2 separate regions of the Mus musculus genome follow, and region 1 is linked to region 2. The links are chromatin contacts, called in public Hi-C maps. All regions are on one chromosome and are shown on one strand. Each heading gives the region's core, a stretch centred on a gene start, on an enhancer-like site or on the middle of the called end of the contact. The rest is flanking DNA. Distances are from core to core; before and after follow the strand shown. Region 1 holds the start of Trim59 (tripartite motif-containing 59). Region 2 holds the start of Serp1 (stress-associated endoplasmic reticulum protein 1).

Region 1 (3,558 bases), core at 984-3,483, about 11 Mb after region 2:
AGAATTGCTATGATTATGCCATTTATATACTACCATAAGACAAAACTTTAAAATAAACTTTTCTCAGTCACTATAGACGTATACAAAATCTTGTGTTGAGACATATTTTATATACTGTATGTTAATTTTCAGTCTAGAAGAATTTAAAATATTTTCATGTGTAAATGTAAAATTATAATTTTTTTCCTTTTCTAGACAGGGTTTCTCTGTATAGTCCTGACTGTACTAGATATAATTATAATTTTAAAAAATACTATAGCAATATCTAACTTTAAGTCTTTACTGATTTGTTCTGTTTCATTCTAATATAAACCTATTCCACAAAGCTATGAAAGAAGCTACTAATGTAACTTAACCAGGAATTGACATGAGAAATTATACTTTAACTGATTTTTTAATACTATTTCTTAGGGCTGGAGAGATGGCTCAGCAGTTAGGGGCATTAGCTGCTCTTTCAAAGGTCCTGAGTTCAATTCCCAGCAGCCACACAGTGGCTCACAACCACCTGAAATGGGATCTGTTGCCCTCTCCTAGTGTGCATGTGAAGACTAATGTGAAAACAGTGTGTCTACCAATATACATAAAACACAGTATTCAAAAAATAGTTTTTCAAAGTGAAAATATATTTGATGGAAAACATTCAGCAACATATTTGCAATGTCAGTATATATATATTACCCAAAGTCAAAATTTTACTTTTTACCAGGTTAAAATACAGGACCTTGGCTCACTAAAAATGTAGATCAATGTGTAATACTGGGCAAAAAGGAATAAAGGTAGCTTGAATAATAAATGCAGCGTGCAAACGTGTAAGGCAATACCATTTTGTGTGCATGACTTAAGACGTCCACACATGCTTATAAAATGTCTGTTAGATAAAAGTGAAAATCTTTTAGCCAGGCAGTGATGGCTTTGGCTCCAGCACTTGGGAGGCAGAGGAATCTCTGAGTTAAAGACCATCCTGGTCAACAGAGCAATTATCCAGGACAGCCAGGGCTACACAGAGAAACCATGGTTTTTTGTTTTTTGGTTTTTTTTTTTTTTTTGGGGGGGGGGGGAGAATCAAACAAAAAACTGAATACCTTTTAGATTAGGTCATTTCTCACTTTATGCTTCCTCCATAAGATGGTTAAAATTTTATACACTTCCAATATACATCTTTTTTTCAAGAGATTTTTCAATCTTTCATCATAGCCCAGGAATCACACACTCTAATATCCTGATGTTTCTTCGTATCCAGTTAACTTCCCAGAGCTTACCTGGTCTGTCAATCTCCTGATCTGGACACTGGGTGTACTTTATCTTCTCCAACTTTTCCAGGATCCTTTGTTATTCTAAAAGTAAAACAATTTAATGTTTCAGATTTTGCCTGCAGTAAATATTTCATCTTTAAAGTCCCAACCATTTCCACACAAAGGACTTTTTACAACATAACGAATCTCTGACTCTGGACAAGATTAACCAATGATGGGAACTAAACACTCATAGTTTGGTTTGGTGGGTTTTTTGAGACTAATTTTGTAGTCCTCACTGACGACCTGGAACGCACAGGAGAGCTTGCTGCCTCTGTCTGCCCCCATGCTGGGGTTACAGGCGTGCACGTTCATGCCCCGCTTCAAAGTTTTATTTAAACTCAGCAAGACGACTAGAAATATCCTCGCGCGTAGATATCCCCAGCTCGAAACTACGTTAAATTATTCCCATCAACACATTGGGTGGTCTCCGAAACGCTGCAGGCCTCAGTTTTACCTATGAAGGTTCACATCTGTACAATGGGCATAAGTCCTACGTGAACTCCAAACAAAGAAGTGGCTCAAAGATGGCAGTCACACCCTCTTGTCCAGGATGCCCAGGGCTCACTCGCCCCGCGCGGTGCTGCGGGATCTGCTAGGCTCACCTACCGGCCCTTACGACCTCAATCCCGCCGGTAGCTCGGAGCGCCGCTGCTCCACCCGCGAGCGCGCGAAGCGAGGAGAGGCGAGCGCACGCCCTCCGGAGCCCAGCCCGCCTCCCCATCCTCAAGTCGGCGGCGAACGCACCGGGGCCGCGGGCGCTCGAGAAAGAGGGGCAGCGAGCCGCCTCCCCGGCGGAGCCGCGTACTCACCGCGAGGCGGGCGAGGCGGGCGAGGCGGGCGAGGCGGGCGAGGCGGGCGAGGCGGGCGACGGCGCGCACGGCGAGGGCTCCCGGGCAGCCTGGTGCGGACACTGCGAGGCGCTCGCCCGAGTCTTCAGGTGCCCGGCGGGGGCGGGGCCGGCGGCGCCGCAGCGACTTTCAACCGCGCCGCCTCCGCCAATGAGAGAGCGCGGGCGGCCTTTGAACACCAACGGCCGAGGGCCAGGCGCCTGCGCACTAGCGCGCGGCGCGGAAAGCGCACGGGCGGCAGGGGTCGCGCCTTGGGGGGGAAGGGCTGGCGCCAGGACCTCGCGAGGGCGGGGATGCGCGGGTGACCCGGCGGCTTCTGGAGGCGGCTGGCTGAGGGACTGCTTATTACTTAGGACCACGCCCGCACGGGATGGTTCTGGAGCTGGCGGCGCGCAGGCTTCTTCCATTGTTACCTCACAGGTTCCTTGTTCAGTCACCGGCTGGAGGGCTCGGCGCGCTCGCCCGCCCCCGTGAGGCTCCGGTCCTCCAACTTAGGCGCGCCTAAGCCTTCATCTGTGTCCTCCCTGTCCTCTCTAACACGCTGGGTCAGAAAACACAGTAGTGGCTTTTCACTTTCTCGGAGAAACGCCATTCCAGAGCTCAGACCGCTCTCCGCTCCCGGCCGGTGTGAGCTACAGAGCAGATTCCAAGTCAGCCTAAGACTCACAGCAAGACTTGACCTCGGAGACAAGATGGAAAGAGGGGGCGTAGAGGAAGGAAAATGGATTGTGCCTTCAAGGAGTGTGCTTTACAGGTCCATAGAGTGCCCGACCCTGCCAGAAAGTTCTGTAACCAAACATGGGGAAGGGGCAGAGAAGAGGAGCCTTAGCACTAAGGCAGCTCCACGCTGACCGGCAGCGCTACTCAGGATTTATGAACTGTTATTCATGCGCTCTATAGATGATAGTGTTGGTCTGGAAAAGAAAGACTAGAAATTACAATTCAAATACAGGCACCAAAGCGTAAAAGTCGTAAACCTAAAAACCTCATGTGTTGGGGCGTCAGCCTTCGAAAACTTTGGGCTGAAAAAAAAAAATCAGCTGCTTTGGGTGTCTTCCATTACGATATACACACTCCCAATACTCCCTTTGTGATAGAGTATTGAGAAACGGGATAAAGGATGGGAAATACGTGGTTTTGTTACAGGTATAATATCGGAAAGATGATGAACAGAAATGTGACTTCTGAGCTGGGGGTGTAGCTCAGTTCCAGTGCTCGCCTGGCGTGTTCAGTTCCCACCATGGAAAAGCCAAACCGCTGAGCGCACATTAACATCTTCTTGGCGCTCCTCAGACTCCTTGCTTGAAAACTTTTTGTCTTGAGCTTTGAAACAGAAAGTCAGCGCTGGCTGTTCTTCCAGAAGACCCACACAGCAGCTCACAACTGTTGCACGGGAATCTGATGCTCTCTTCTAG
Region 2 (3,778 bases), core at 274-2,773:
TGTGTTACATAAACTGGTTGGCTCTTGGCCACATATCAAGAAAGCTTCCGGTTGTTAAGTTTAGAAAAAAGGCAAAGTGAAATGTTAAATGAAAATCTCAGGAACTGTAGAATGCGGCAAATAAAAGCATCTGTCTCAATAACAGCAGCTTGTCTATTAAAGCAGCAGGCAGAGCAGGAGGACAGTCTGTAATACATCCATCCGCAGGGGCAAGAGTCTATCATCTTAAAACCAGGCTGTCTTAATAACTAATCTTACCTGAAAACACTTGTCTCATACATTAAATATCCCAGCAGGTATGTTTCCTCTACAGAAAATCAATTCTTTGTACTACCCTTACTTTATATACTTAGTTTTTGACATAGAGACCTTAGGTACTGGTATCGTTCAGTCCTGTTCTAGTATCCAGATGTTCACGATGTTCGCTAAGTTTTTTGCAACACTATCGATAATAAAGTTACAATGCAAATCAGAGATATTTGGTGCTTAATTTCTTCTAAGGGATCATTAGGAAGATCTAATTTCTCTCTCTCTCTCTTTTTGATCTTCAATGAGCATAAATCAAGGTAAGAGAAATTTCTGGGGCACCACCCTCTGTGGTACAAGTTATCCAGTTCACTAGAAACAATTCTCTTAGCAGGTGGGTTGAGAACCACGCGGGTAGGTAGGACTCGCCACTCATCCACGTCATTCCAAACCGCGAGAGCCCCCCAAACACTTACCAGAGCCACAGACAACAAAAATGAAGAGGGCCAATAACCAGGGTCCTACCGACGCCTTTTCTTCGGGGGCATTTCTCTGCAAAAAGAAAAAACCCGGTTTCAAATGCAGAGAAAGCACTCTCGGATCCCGGGCTCCCAAGGCCTGCACCCCAGGCCAGGTGGCCGGCCGGCCGACTCACAGATCTCTCCCCCCACCCCAGATTCCACCGCAGCGGGAGTCCGGAGTCAGGCGGGTCTGGGGAGAACTCGCCGCGGCCCCGGCCGGGCGCGGGGCGCGGGCCTCGGCTCCCGGCCACGACATGGAGCGGGGTGCCCACTTTCCCTTACCGAGGTCTTAGCGACGTTGCCGCGCTGAGTTATGTTCTTGCTGTGCTTCTCGTTGGCCATACGGATCCTCTGCTTGGCGACCATTTTCGCAGCGCCACCTGCCCCAAGAACCTCTCGGACTCGCTCGCTCGCCGGTCCCGGGCCACCGGGAGGGAGGCTCGGCTCTGATCGCGGTGCCTACGCCGTCTACAGCCACTGGGCCGGGACGCGGAGCGCTGGAACACCGGCAGCCGCCGATCGCGGCGGTCTGAGCAGCCTTTGGGGCGGCGTGCCGGGGAGAGCGGGCCGCAGGGCCGAGAGGCAAGAGTCCAACCACCGGACAGTGCAACCGGCAACCTCGAACTAGTTCGGGTTCGGCTGCCAACGTCAGCACTGGGCAGACCCCGCCCCGCGGAAGTGTGGACTCCGCCCGCTCCGGAGAGGGAGGGCGAGCGCCGGCCGCCACCGCAGCCAGGCTCTTCCCCGCTCCGGAAAACGAGGAGCCAGAGCTGCGCGTGCGCGCTCGGGAACCAGACGTGGATTGGCCCCGAGGCTGGCGGCGCCGGAAACACCGACTCGCAGACTTTGCGCTTGGGGAGACGTGTAGAGGCCGGGTTCGGCCTTTCTTGAACTCTCACCCCAGCGCGTGGGTTTCTCTTTCCGGGACAAGATGGCGCCGTCCACACCGCTGTTGACAGGTGAGTTCCAAAAGAGCGAGAGACTCTTCCTTTACGGTGATTTCTTTCTGTGTCTTCGCGCTGGAGAATTCCTTAGCAAGCCTTGGAAGTCCGTCTTGCCTTTCCTCCTGGAAGGACCAAACTGTCTTTTAGTTTATTTGGTAATAGCATCCCAATGGGAAGTGAAGTCTCCGTCCCCAGTAGTCCCTCCTCCCAGTTATCCATCCATCGTTCTTCATCTTCCATAGGAATAGACAGGTAACAGAAAGTATTAGTTTGATGTGTGACCTGTGGTCTGCAATGCCGGGTGTTGCTTGGACCCTTCTTAATAGAAGAAACAAGACTCTTCACACCGAATTCATCTGAACTTAAGTATTATTAAAAATTATATGCTCCCTTATTGTTATGAGGTTTGTGGGAGTTGATAGGGAGCAAGACATTGCTAGTGTAGGTTAGGTTTCATGCTGAAGATGTGGCTTAAGGTGGCGACAGTGAGCAGGATAATGATAGTCTAATGTTTTCGATTGAAACAGCTGTGAGACAGTATTTAAGAAGTAGAACATGAGAAGACGCTAGGAATTTAAAGCTGACACATATTGTGGTGCTTAAACAACAACAACAAACTTGGACAACACTGGGAAAGGTGCTATACTATGTTATGGCTTGGGTATGTAAGTTTGAATAAACAAAAGATTCAAGTAGAAAAGAAGTGGGAAAGAAAAAAATCGTTGATAACAATGTAAGAAGAAAGATAGCATCATTAGGACGAATGTCTTATTTTTGAGAATTGGAAGTTATGTCCTCCTGAGACACGGCAAAGCTTTTATACTTCTGCCAGTCTAGGAATATACATTTTTAAGAGCCATGCTTATCCTGTTCAGATAGACTATCATAATTTATTCGCCAGATAGTTATGAGGTGCTAGTTGCAATCTTCTAAACACTGCCAGATAGTTGAGATTGTTTTCTTTTGTTTAGATTATTTATTTATTTATTTATGCGTCTGTATCTGAGCGTGTGCACAGGAGTACAGGCCTTAAGAGGCCCAGAAGAGGGTGTGGGCTTCCCTGGGGCTGGAGTTAGAGTTGTGAGCCTCACCTTAGATGAGTGCTGAGAACTCTATTTATTTCTTCTTAAGAGAAGCAAGTACTCTTAATGCTGAGCCATCCTCCAGCCCCCTGACACTATTTAAATGGCATAATTATGTAATTCAATAAATTGCTTCTCTGTTACTTAAAAGCTTTACTACTAAATGAATATTTGAATTCGACCTAAAAATTAGTACATTAAAAAGGGATTGAAGTTCTGCCCTTTTGAGACAGTGTGAAGTCCATCCTGTTCAGCCCAGCATACGGATCACTATAATCTTAGTGGCACTAACCTTACTGCATTGGCATCGCGGCTTATTTTGTGTTCCATCAGTACTGAGTTGTTAAAGCCCTTTAAGTTCTTCTTCAGAATTATCCTCTTCTTTCTGTTGACTTGGCAAGCTACTTCCAAGCAATTTACCACACTTTCTGCACGGGCACGGTCGCTTTCTGAGCTATTTTTCACTCTTTTTTTTATGTATCACAAAGGAAATGCTCTATTTGTTCAACTATTTTCCTTCCCTGCTAGACTGCTAAATTATGATGTTTGGGGTAAAGTCTTATTCATCCTTGCCTTTTCAGTACCTAATGCAGAACCTACTAAATAGTAGACACTAAACATAGGAGAATTAACTCATGAAGAATAGATTGTATATAATCAAATTAACAAAGTAACAATTTTTTTCACAGGATTCTAGATTAGAGCCTTTGTTCTGACACTCTCTCATAGTATCATATTCTTAGATGCCCAAAGATTACTTGGCCAAATTTACATTACATATTTGCAGGGTTAGGATTATACCCAGGTATTCCATGGTCTATTTTCTACCAATAAAATATACTGTTTACTCTTTTAAACATTCTTTGTTTTAAGTTTTTAAATTCCTAAATCCTTAAATCTTACTTAATGTATACTTACTAGATCTATAGATCTGTGAATAATTGTTTATTGTTATAACTCTAAGTCGGAAATGAGAAAAGACCAA

What was found. A called contact is a pair of places that touch in the nucleus more often than the background predicts.
Region 1: a contact with region 2 is called in a Hi-C map of B cells, with 6 read pairs. The contact joins the promoter of Trim59 here to the promoter of Serp1 in region 2. A contact is called at or near these places in 1 of 39 promoter capture datasets (cranial neural crest) and 1 of 484 Hi-C or Micro-C datasets (B cells).

The regions. Positions count from the first base shown.
Region 1 is chr3:69,042,509-69,046,066 of GRCm38.p6, forward strand. It overlaps Trim59 (tripartite motif-containing 59), which reads right to left and starts at 2,234. Exons shown (of 3, transcript NM_025863.3): 1 at 2,105-2,234; 2 at 1,260-1,334.
Region 2 is chr3:58,524,361-58,528,138 of GRCm38.p6, forward strand. It overlaps Serp1 (stress-associated endoplasmic reticulum protein 1), which reads right to left and starts at 1,524. Exons shown (of 3, transcript NM_030685.3): 1 at 1,050-1,524; 2 at 723-798. The coding sequence starts at 1,133. It overlaps Eif2a (eukaryotic translation initiation factor 2A), which reads left to right and starts at 1,461. Exons shown (of 14, transcript NM_001005509.2): 1 at 1,461-1,726. The coding sequence starts at 1,699.